2 separate regions of the Mus musculus genome follow, and region 2 is linked to region 1. Evidence: chromatin contacts called from public promoter capture Hi-C data. All regions are on one chromosome and are shown on one strand. The core of a region is the stretch at or near the end of the contact, and the rest is flanking DNA. Distances in the headings are between cores, read along the strand shown.

Evidence for each region. Promoter capture Hi-C pulls out the DNA fragments that hold promoters and counts their contacts.
Region 2: a contact with region 1 is called in a promoter capture Hi-C map of liver. The contact joins the enhancer-like site here to the promoter of Zbtb33 in region 1. A contact is called at or near these places in 5 of 39 promoter capture datasets (the 3T3-L1 cell line, the C10 cell line, cranial neural crest and 2 more), 1 of 484 Hi-C or Micro-C datasets (liver), 1 of 115 datasets of contacts at active chromatin or transcription factors (stem cell-derived neural progenitor cells) and 1 of 9 other capture datasets (liver).

What each region holds. Positions count from the first base shown.
Region 1 is chrX:38,187,957-38,192,642 of GRCm38.p6, reverse strand. It overlaps Zbtb33 (zinc finger and BTB domain containing 33), which reads right to left and starts at 2,850. Exons shown (of 2, transcript NM_020256.2): 1 at 2,561-2,850; 2 at 1-428. The coding sequence starts at 426.
Region 2 is chrX:38,399,805-38,404,490 of GRCm38.p6, reverse strand. It overlaps a transcript of Lamp2 not described here. Among named protein-coding and RNA genes, the nearest start is that of Lamp2, 54 kb to the left of the region's middle. Within about 2 kb of position 2,235, at least 9 of the 459 cell types and tissues checked have an H3K27ac peak or open chromatin away from gene starts, as enhancers often do. A contact at or near this core is called in liver, where this site is marked.

The sequences.
Region 1 (4,686 bases), core at 1,601-4,100:
AGAACTAGAAGGTAAGGTCTCAGCAGTACCATCCTGTTCTGTACCTGATATGCTTTTAACCTGTGACAGTGGGACACCAAGCTCTGCTATAAATTTCACGCCTAGTAACTGCCCTGATTTAATTAACTCGTCAAGCAAATCTGCTCTAACACGGACAACTTTGGAACTGTAGATATAGTTCAGAATTTCTGCAAAAATCTCAGCTCTTATAAAGCTTAGTTCAACAACTTGCCCAGCAACTGAGAAGAGCTGATGGAAGTATGTACTCGAGGCTGAAAGGATGTTCCTATGGGCCCGGAATTTTCGGTCTTCCACAATAACAGTAACATCACAAAAGAGACCATGGCCACGCTGTTCATTCAAGGAGTTCAGCAGACTGGCAGAGTACTGAATGTCTGTAGCAGAAATCAGTTTTCTACTCTCCATGCCTATAAGGGAAAGAGAAGAGGGAAAGAGGGGAGGATTAGGGAGGGAAAAACCCCAAAGTACCTGACTATTCGAAATGTGAGGCATAGGTATGGTAAACAGTTTACATTTTAGTCAATATTTGGTGTAAATCTTGACCTTTAAACATGCTCTTACATACACTAGCTTTTGACTGTGTGTCAAATCTTAGGACTTACTCTGAGAAATGTCAAGAAACTTTGAAATTGCCATGCAGATCTGAACAATAATCTCCTTGGTCGCCTTCCTTTGAAATTCAGGAAAATGCATTTCCACTAATCACCCTTTTAAACTTAGAATTCACTTTCCTAGTCCCAACTTTACTTCATTTTTCCTCAAGAGATAAGAATTTTTCATTTTAAGAAAAATCTTCACCATTAAGCATATGAATTACTTCTTCAAATGCCAGAAAAGTTTAGTGTGTTTAATATTTAGTCTGAAATTTATACCCTTCAACTTCACCTCTAATCTTATTAGTTACATCCTATTCAAAAGTTCACCCTCACAGCCAAGGCCAATTACGGACACTGACAATTAGCGCCTCACAATTTCCCATTATTTCTACCTACCCCTTATCCTTCTATTCTGCCTTGCACTTTGTAGAGATGCAGCGTTAGACAGAGTGCCAAGTGAAGTCAACACATACTCTAGTGAAGAAACAAACAGAAAGGGAGAGCGCCCCTCCTCGGTGCCTATTTACATAAAAACTGCAAACATATGTTGTTGGTAAAGAATGATGTTCACTTGTAGAAGACCCAGTTCTCTTCAAAGGAGTCAGTGCAAGCAAAAACAGTAACTAGTTACAACAGAGAAGCAGGCAACTGTTGCTGCTGTGGGACACTCCAAACACTTTCTTTTGGCATTTCACGGAAGCTATTGAGTTCAGAGTGCATCTGAAGTGCAAAGGACCCATATGCATATTAAAATACTTATAAGCACAAAACACATGTTATACAAATATTATATATTAACCATTCCTTGCTAAGTACATTTGGTAGAGAATTATTTTATTAATAAGTTACTAAAGAATGTCACTGTCACCTGGTACTTACACACACACACACAAACACACACACACACACACACACACACACACACACATGCTCACATATAAACACACAAGGGAGGCATGAGTATCTCTGTATTTAAAACATCATAACTTTAAAAGTCTAAAAGCCAAAAATTAAAACCATGTTAGCTACTCCATTTTAACAGCACCAAGGAATTACAGGCAATCACAAAGGCATTCATCACAAAGTGTGACCTTTAGACAATCTGCCAACAATCCAAAACATGAAGGTTTCAACAGAAACCACTTTCAAGTGGAGAGATTTCTGTATATGGCCACATGATTTTTATAATTGGAAAATAAGGGTTTTTTTTTTCCAACATGGGAATGATTCAAATGTAGGTGTCTAGGTGATACTGGGACCTGGTTTCATTTTGATTAGGTATCCAGCTGGTCAGGGTTAGCCCAGGATCACCCCAAGTGGGTCTCAAACCTTTCCTCCCCAGAGATTTGCGACCTGCCTACGGAAAAGGCATCTCATAGCATTGTGTAACACATCTTTGGTTGTTGGCTGGTTTAGAAGGCTGGTGACAGTAGGGAAGAGAAAAATGCCACGGGCCAGAGGGGGGGAAACAAACCAACACTACAGGGCTCCCTGCAGCTGTTGTCCATCTCTCCCTCTTCCACCATCTCCCTCTTCTTCCTTTGAACTTTGGTGCAACTGAGCTTTTAAACGTCAATTCACGTGAAAACACAAACAGGGATGGCGATGCAAACAGCAGAACGAAGGCAGGGGGGTTGAGGGGTGTTGAAGAAAGTAGGCCTAGCTCCTAAGGGTACTCTGTTGGGGGTAGCGGGCCATGCGAAGCCGGAAGCATTGTTGTGTCCAAAGAAGGATCTAAAGAGGAGGATGGGCCCCATAGTAAAGCTCAATCAAACTAGTAGGGAGGTGGGAAAAGAGCCCCCTTCCCCGCCCCCCAAAGCGGACGAATGGAGAGGGAGAAAGCCAAGTGGGTACTTGGCGGCGTCCCCCACGCCCTAAGGCTTATGCAAGGGTACCGGGTGCCTCTGGCACTGGACAGAGAAGGGGACCACGCCGCGCCTTACCGGTTCTCTTGGTAGAGCTCCGGGACCCACACAAAGAAAGAGCAGAGGAGCCAAGGCCTCGGGCTCCGCTGCTTCCTGGTTCAAGCGAGGCGGCCGCAAGCGTAGGCGCGGCCAGGGCATGGAAGGCGTAGGCGGGCTCCGTCTCCCGGGCCCGGTGCCCAGCCCACTCCTCACCTGCTCCGCGGCGGCCGCTTTCTCCTCCTCGGGGCCGAGGCAGGGTCAGAGTCCTACCCCAAGCAGCCGGACTCCGCAGCGCCGCTGCTGCCGCTTTAAATGTCGCTCCAGTTTCCGCCGACGTCAAAGCGGCTTCCACGGACGCGGCTCGGGCGCCGGGCTCCGCCGACAGAGGGCGCAGCGTGGGAGGCGTGGCTTCCTCGCCTTCCTCTTCCGAGAGCAGCCCGGGGTTGTCCGGAAGAGCGCGAAGCCCGCCTTCGGCTCTTTCCGTGACTGCGAAGCATTTTTCTAAGTGTTCTGTGATTCTCTTAAGAGCTCGGCTCCGTGAGACAGACAAAGATCCGATGACACTGTTAGGAGTGGCAGGGAGGCTAGTCTTGTTTGTTCAAACTCCCTTAAGTCCCGAGGGCTTAAAAATGTTCAGAGGTTGTATAAATTCCAGTTCTTTTGCATGTTTGAAGTCTGCCCTGTTAGCCTGTTGCTTGGATAACAAGCCACCTTGAATACAATCTGCATACTAAAATTTAACTCATACTAATTCAAATTGTAGGATAACAAGAAAACCACATTACACTGTCTACTTTTAAGAAGAAACCTGTGTTCTGATAACTCTTGTTAATCGAATGTTAAATGGTGCATGCAATATCTTGTTAACTGCATATCTATTAACATAGAGATCACATTTGATCTGCAGCAAATATACTCCAGGCCCTGTGGGATAGAAAAGCAGATAAGACAAGTTTCTCTCATTTCAGAGGGCTCGGCAGGTACATACACACGAATAAAAGTATTTTAAAAGTATAGAACTACAGAGAAGGAATAACAAACCAAATAGTGTCAAATGAGCCCTACCTTGAAAGGCAATAATATTTGTATTGTTTATCATTATTTTTTAAAATATTTTTTATTATGTATTTTCCTCAATTACATTTCCAATGCTAGCCCAAAAGTCCCACACACACCCCCCCACTCCCCTACCCACCCAGTCCCACTTTTTGGCCCTGGCGTTCCCCTGTACTGGGGCATATAAAGTTTGCATGTCCAATGGGCCTCTCTTTCTAGTGACGGCGACTAGGCCATCTTTTGATACATATGCAGCTAGAGTCAAGAGCTCCAGGGTACTGGTTAGTTCATAATGTTGTTGCACCTACAGGGTTGCAGATCTCTTTAGCTCCTTGGATACTTTCTCTAGCTCCTCCATTGGGGGCCCTGTGATCCATCCAATAGCTGACTGTGAGCATCCACTTCCGTGTTTGCTAGGCCCCGGCATAGTCTCACAAGGGACAGCTATATGAGGGTCCTTTCAGCAAACTCTTGCTAGTGTATGCAATGGTGTCATCGTTTGGAGGCTGATTATGGGATGGATCCCTGGATATGGCAGTCTCTAGATGGTCCATCCTTTTGTCTCAGCTCCAAACTTCGTCTATATAACTCCTTCCATGGGTGATTGTTCCCAATTCTAAGGGGCAAAGTGTCCACACTTTGGTCTTCATTCTTCTTCAGTTTCATGTGTTTTGCAAATTGTATCTTATATCTTGGGTATACTAAGTTTCTGGGCTAATATCTACTTATCAGTGAGTACATATCATTTGAGTTCTTTTGTGATTGTGTTACCTCACTCAGGATGATGCCCTCCAGGTCCATCCATTTGGCTAGGAATTTCATAAATTCATTCTTTTTAATAGCTGAGTAGTATTCCATTGTGTAAATGTACCACATTTTCTGTATCCATTCCTCTGTCGAGGGGCATCTGGGTTCTTTCCAGCTTCTGGCTATTATAAATAAGGCTGCTATGAACATAGTGGAGCATGTGTCTTTCTTACCAGTTGGAACATCTTCTGGATATATGCCCAGAAGAGGTATTGTGGGATCCTCCGGTAGTACTATGTCCAATTTTCTGAGGAACCACCAGACTGATTTCCAGAGTGGTTGTACAAGATTGCAATCCCACC
Region 2 (4,686 bases), core at 986-3,485, 210 kb before region 1:
CGGGCTGGATTCAAGCTCAGATCCATCTGCCTTGGCTGGCTAAATAAGGGTCACAGGCATGTGTTACCATGCCCATCCCGGGCTTTTAAGAAAATGGTTTTTTTTTTCAGCACTACAGACGGAAGGGGTTCAAACAGTTAACCGTTCCCCTCGCTCTCGTCCTCTTTGGATGCCTGGTTAGCACTGAAGGATAGAGGATTCTATGAACTAATTAGGACAGATTGTGTTGTGTTTCTCTACCTCATCTTGTTGATCTCTGGAGCATTAAAATCTATTTAGTGTTGTCATCAGACTGGTACTTATGAAATGTAAGCTAACAGCAATCTCAGAAGGGAGGCAATGAAGCACAGCAGTTATGCTCTTGCTTCTCCAAGACAGCCGCGGTGGGGCACAGCTCTGAGGGGGTGGAGAAAGAGGCTGTTGGCATCCAAATGAGCTAGGCAGATAGTCCAGATTGAAACATTTTCCTGGTAAAAGTGAAGTGCTGATGGAATACATAAATAAATCAAGGGATTTAACAGATGAGACCATGTACACACTGAAATGATCATTAATTCATTTTAATGTGTATATTGGCTTGCTCAGAGTTTCTGTCACGTACTAATTAACAGTGAAAATGTGTTTAGGTATCCAGCTGTCAGTGTCTGTTAAGGAGCTTTCTGAAAAACAGTAGTCCTCCAAAAAAAAAATAGGCTAATTGTAGTTATTGAAATCGACATTATGTTTTCAGAACCATGACAACGTTTGTGTGAGTGACAAAAGTGTGAGAGAAAAATCTCAGATAACACAAAACATTATAATTTATTCATGGCTCTAGCCTTGTACTGAAAAGACCTTAGTGATTAGGTACTCCTTAAGTCCAGAGCTGTGTGAAAAGGGATGTGACTTCCTCAATGTTACATGTTCAGCAGCAATGAAACCGTTAGTATTTGGATTAAATTCTCAATAAAATGTAATCATTCAATAGTAAAATGTTGATTGATTAAAACTTGAGCTCCTGGGTCCAAAGGTGGCATTTTGAGAGCTGACTTGCTTCAGTCGTTTTGAAATAATGAATGCAGGCCTTCTCAGTCGTCCACTAAGACACAACTGTTAGGATTCCTGTGTTGTCAAAACTCAAGCCTCTTTGGATCATACACACAGGAGGAAAAGGGAAGGGGCTGAGTAATTGTGGCTCACTTGCTGTGACCCAGGTTCTTTAAAACATATTGAATTCTCAAGTACTATATAATGGAAGCATTCGTGGAAGGGAGGGAGGCCCAGCTTAGATAACTTGGCAGTTTCCCTAAGTTAGTTATTACTTCAGAGTCTGATTTCCAATTCAGTTACGTCTGGGGGTCAGAGTTTAGTGTCCACATTGCTCATGCTGTGCTCTGGTGATTCCATAGGACGGACTCACATGCCTTTGATGCTGCTATTCTTCACCACGACCATCAGTTAGTTGGAAAGAATTATTTGTAACCCGTGAGCTACCTAATGCTTATGTGGAAAAAACAAAACAAAACATTAGCTGGAGAGATTACTAAGCATATTTATTTGTTGGTCTTGTGGAGGACCTGAGTTTGACTCTGAGCACCCACCTGTAACTTCAGTTCTGCGGATGAGATGCCCTCTTCTGGCCTCCAGGGCACTAGATGCATGTGGTCCATAGCCATACACATAAGTGAAATACCTGCATAATAAGATCAAATAAATCTTTAAAAAGCTAGAACCCACCTTGATCCTGTCTTTTACTTGACTAGAAGCCCCCACCCCACCCCCATGTGCTTGGTATGGAACCCAAGAGCCTTAGGCATGCTAGACAAGCACTCTAGCACTGAGCTAGCTTCTCTTTCCCACTTAACACTTTAAGTCTAGATGTGGCAGGGGGGAAAGGAAGAGGAGATGCAGAGGCAGTAATTTCCCTAATGCCATCAGGCAACTCTGAAGTTGTATAAGCAAGTACTATAACTCAATATTGTATAAGCTTAATTCAGAGTTTGAACCATTTCCCAGTTTCCCTTTCTGTACTGAGAATTTTTTTTTTTTTTACATGAAAAGTTAAACAGTGGTCTTGCTGTGAAATGTTCGGGTGGATGTTGATTAAGTAATACTCCAAAGAAAATGATAGCACGTGTCTCTGCTGTCAATGCTTCATGTTTGCTTCTTCCTCCCATTGTATTCTTTACTAATTGGCTCTCTCTGCTGTCTCTCTGTTCTTTTCTAACAGCTGAGGAATGTGCTGCTGACTCTGACCTCAACTTTCTTATTCCTGTTGCAGTGGGTGTGGCCTTGGGCTTCCTTATAATTGCTGTGTTTATATCTTACATGATTGGAAGACGGAAAAGTCGTACTGGTTATCAGTCTGTCTAATCAAGCCAGTCTCGTGCTTCCATTGGCCAAAAGCCAGGAATTGCTGTGCGATAAATCGGATCCACAGACTGACTTCAGTGAGTTGCAAGCTGGCTTGGGCATGAGTAGAACTTTAAAAATGGATTAGGACCAGTCTTTATTTCTGCCATTTTCTTCTCTGTTCATTAAGATGTAATTTAAAGAAAACTTACAACTTAGACTGTCTTTTTAAAGTACATAATTTTAAGCATCTGGATCCAATTTTGGAAGCATTTCTACCGAAGTATAATTTTATATGTTGCACTTAGTTGTATTTTGCTACTTTGATGTTATTTGCAAAATCAGAACTGAAAGAGGATGTCACTTGCTTCCCAAAATAAGTTTTGAAACGTTATAGTTCATCTTCTTTGAAGACAAACATAAAACTTAGCTCATAAAAGGAATGACTTTCTGTACCTTCTAAGGAGAATTGTTTAAATCTGTGTAATTCTGTTACTTTAGAAAGGGGTCTCGGGGCTGGAGAGATGGCTCAGTCATTGAAGGCTAGGCTCACAACCAAAAATAAAAAGAGGTCTGGGATGTAACCCAGTGATACTGCATGCATATATGAAGTTCTGGGTTCCAGCCTCACAACTTAAAAGTAGCATCTAAAACAGACTACACTCAACAGAAAAATCTGCCTATTTCTCCATTACTTTCAGAGCTACTATATTTTAAGAAGGAATTGTTTGCTTATTTTTTTGGCTTTGGCAGTTTGGGGTGTATTGATTATATTAAACCTGATATTTCTACTGCAAGATGAAGCAATACTGTTCGTGTTTTTTTTAAGGTGTTGATTTAGAATGGCCTATTTTTTAAGGGTATAATTTAGAATTGTTTCCCAGCTTTAACTTGTTCAGAAAGTTAATTTATCCTGCACTAACAAAAAGAAAAACCCTTCTGTACACTTTTGTGCCTCAGTGAGTTCAAGAATTGATATTTCTAATGCATTGACTTTTCTTCTCCTGGTACCAAGTGCTAACTGTGGAATCTAGTGGACGCTGACATGTCGTCTGTCAGGTGGCTGCCTAACCAAAGCTCACCTGGGATGATCTTACAAATGTATTGATTTTGATAGAGTCTTGTATCCCTGTCGGGGCCATGAGTGCCTGTGGCTTCTGGAGTAAGGTCCTAGACACTACGTCTCCTTGTGTTTGTTGGATTCTTTAGCCACTGAGTTACTTTGGGTGTTTAATGCTGTGCATGTTTATGCCCCACATGCCAGCTTTGCACACCTGATACTAGCACGAGGCAGATGTTGAATTTTCTCGAGCTATTTTCTCTCTACTGAGAACTGAAGAGTCCAAAGATCTGTTTTCACTTCAGAGATTTTAGTTAAGCCTAAAATAGTAATCTTAAGTCCAAGTCAGTGGTTTTCAACCTCTGGATTTTGACCCCATTAACAAACCCCTGTCTCCAAAAATATTTACATTACAATCTGTAACAGTAGCAAAATTAGTTATGAAGTGGCAACAAAAATGTTTTGGGATGGGGGGGGGGTCAACAGAAAGGGTTGCAGCATTAGGAAGGTTGAGGACCACTGGGCTAAGTGATGTTAGTTTGATAGCAGATCCCATGATCAAATCCCAATCTACCTCTGAGCATACTGCAGCTGCTCACCACTGTGCTGCTGCCACGAGCTGATGCCAGGCTATTTTACCATTAACTGCAGTTCTGAAATCCTATTAAAAAGAAAGCAGGTTTGCCAAGATGCTTTCCTGCTATCTTATCTCTGTCTATCTCAAAAGCAAAGACACCCAACTGTGTAGAATTGTGGGTAACTCAATCCCTCTCCACTTGCTCTAATAGATACAGAACGGCTTTTAACAAAACGTCCTCCAACGGCTTCTGCTTATTTGTTATTTAGCAAAAGTCATCTAGCCAAAATGCCAGTACTGTAAAGAACAGTGACTTCCTTTCAATATATATTTTGGATATTATCTTGAAGCCTAATTAATTAAATGGACTTTTTGGCTTGCTAAGTATATGACTTGAATATTCAGAGAGACTCCAAAAATATGGGTATATTCAAAACCTTTCTACTCTTTGAGCAGGATACTAATGTAACTAATTCTTCATTAGGTGTTTTGGCTTTATCTTAGGCAATTAGCAGATGTGTCTTTTAGTCTCTGAGCATTGAAATACAAAATCATAGGAGGTTAAAAAAGTTGCTTCAATTCCAGTGAAGTTCAAAGTCTGTGAACTGAGTTGAGTGTTCAGTTAGCTTTTCTTTGTGAGTTCATGTTACACCAATATAACAGTGGATCAGACTAAGACTTTGAACTTGTGAATGGTGAATCATTTTCTACCTAATCC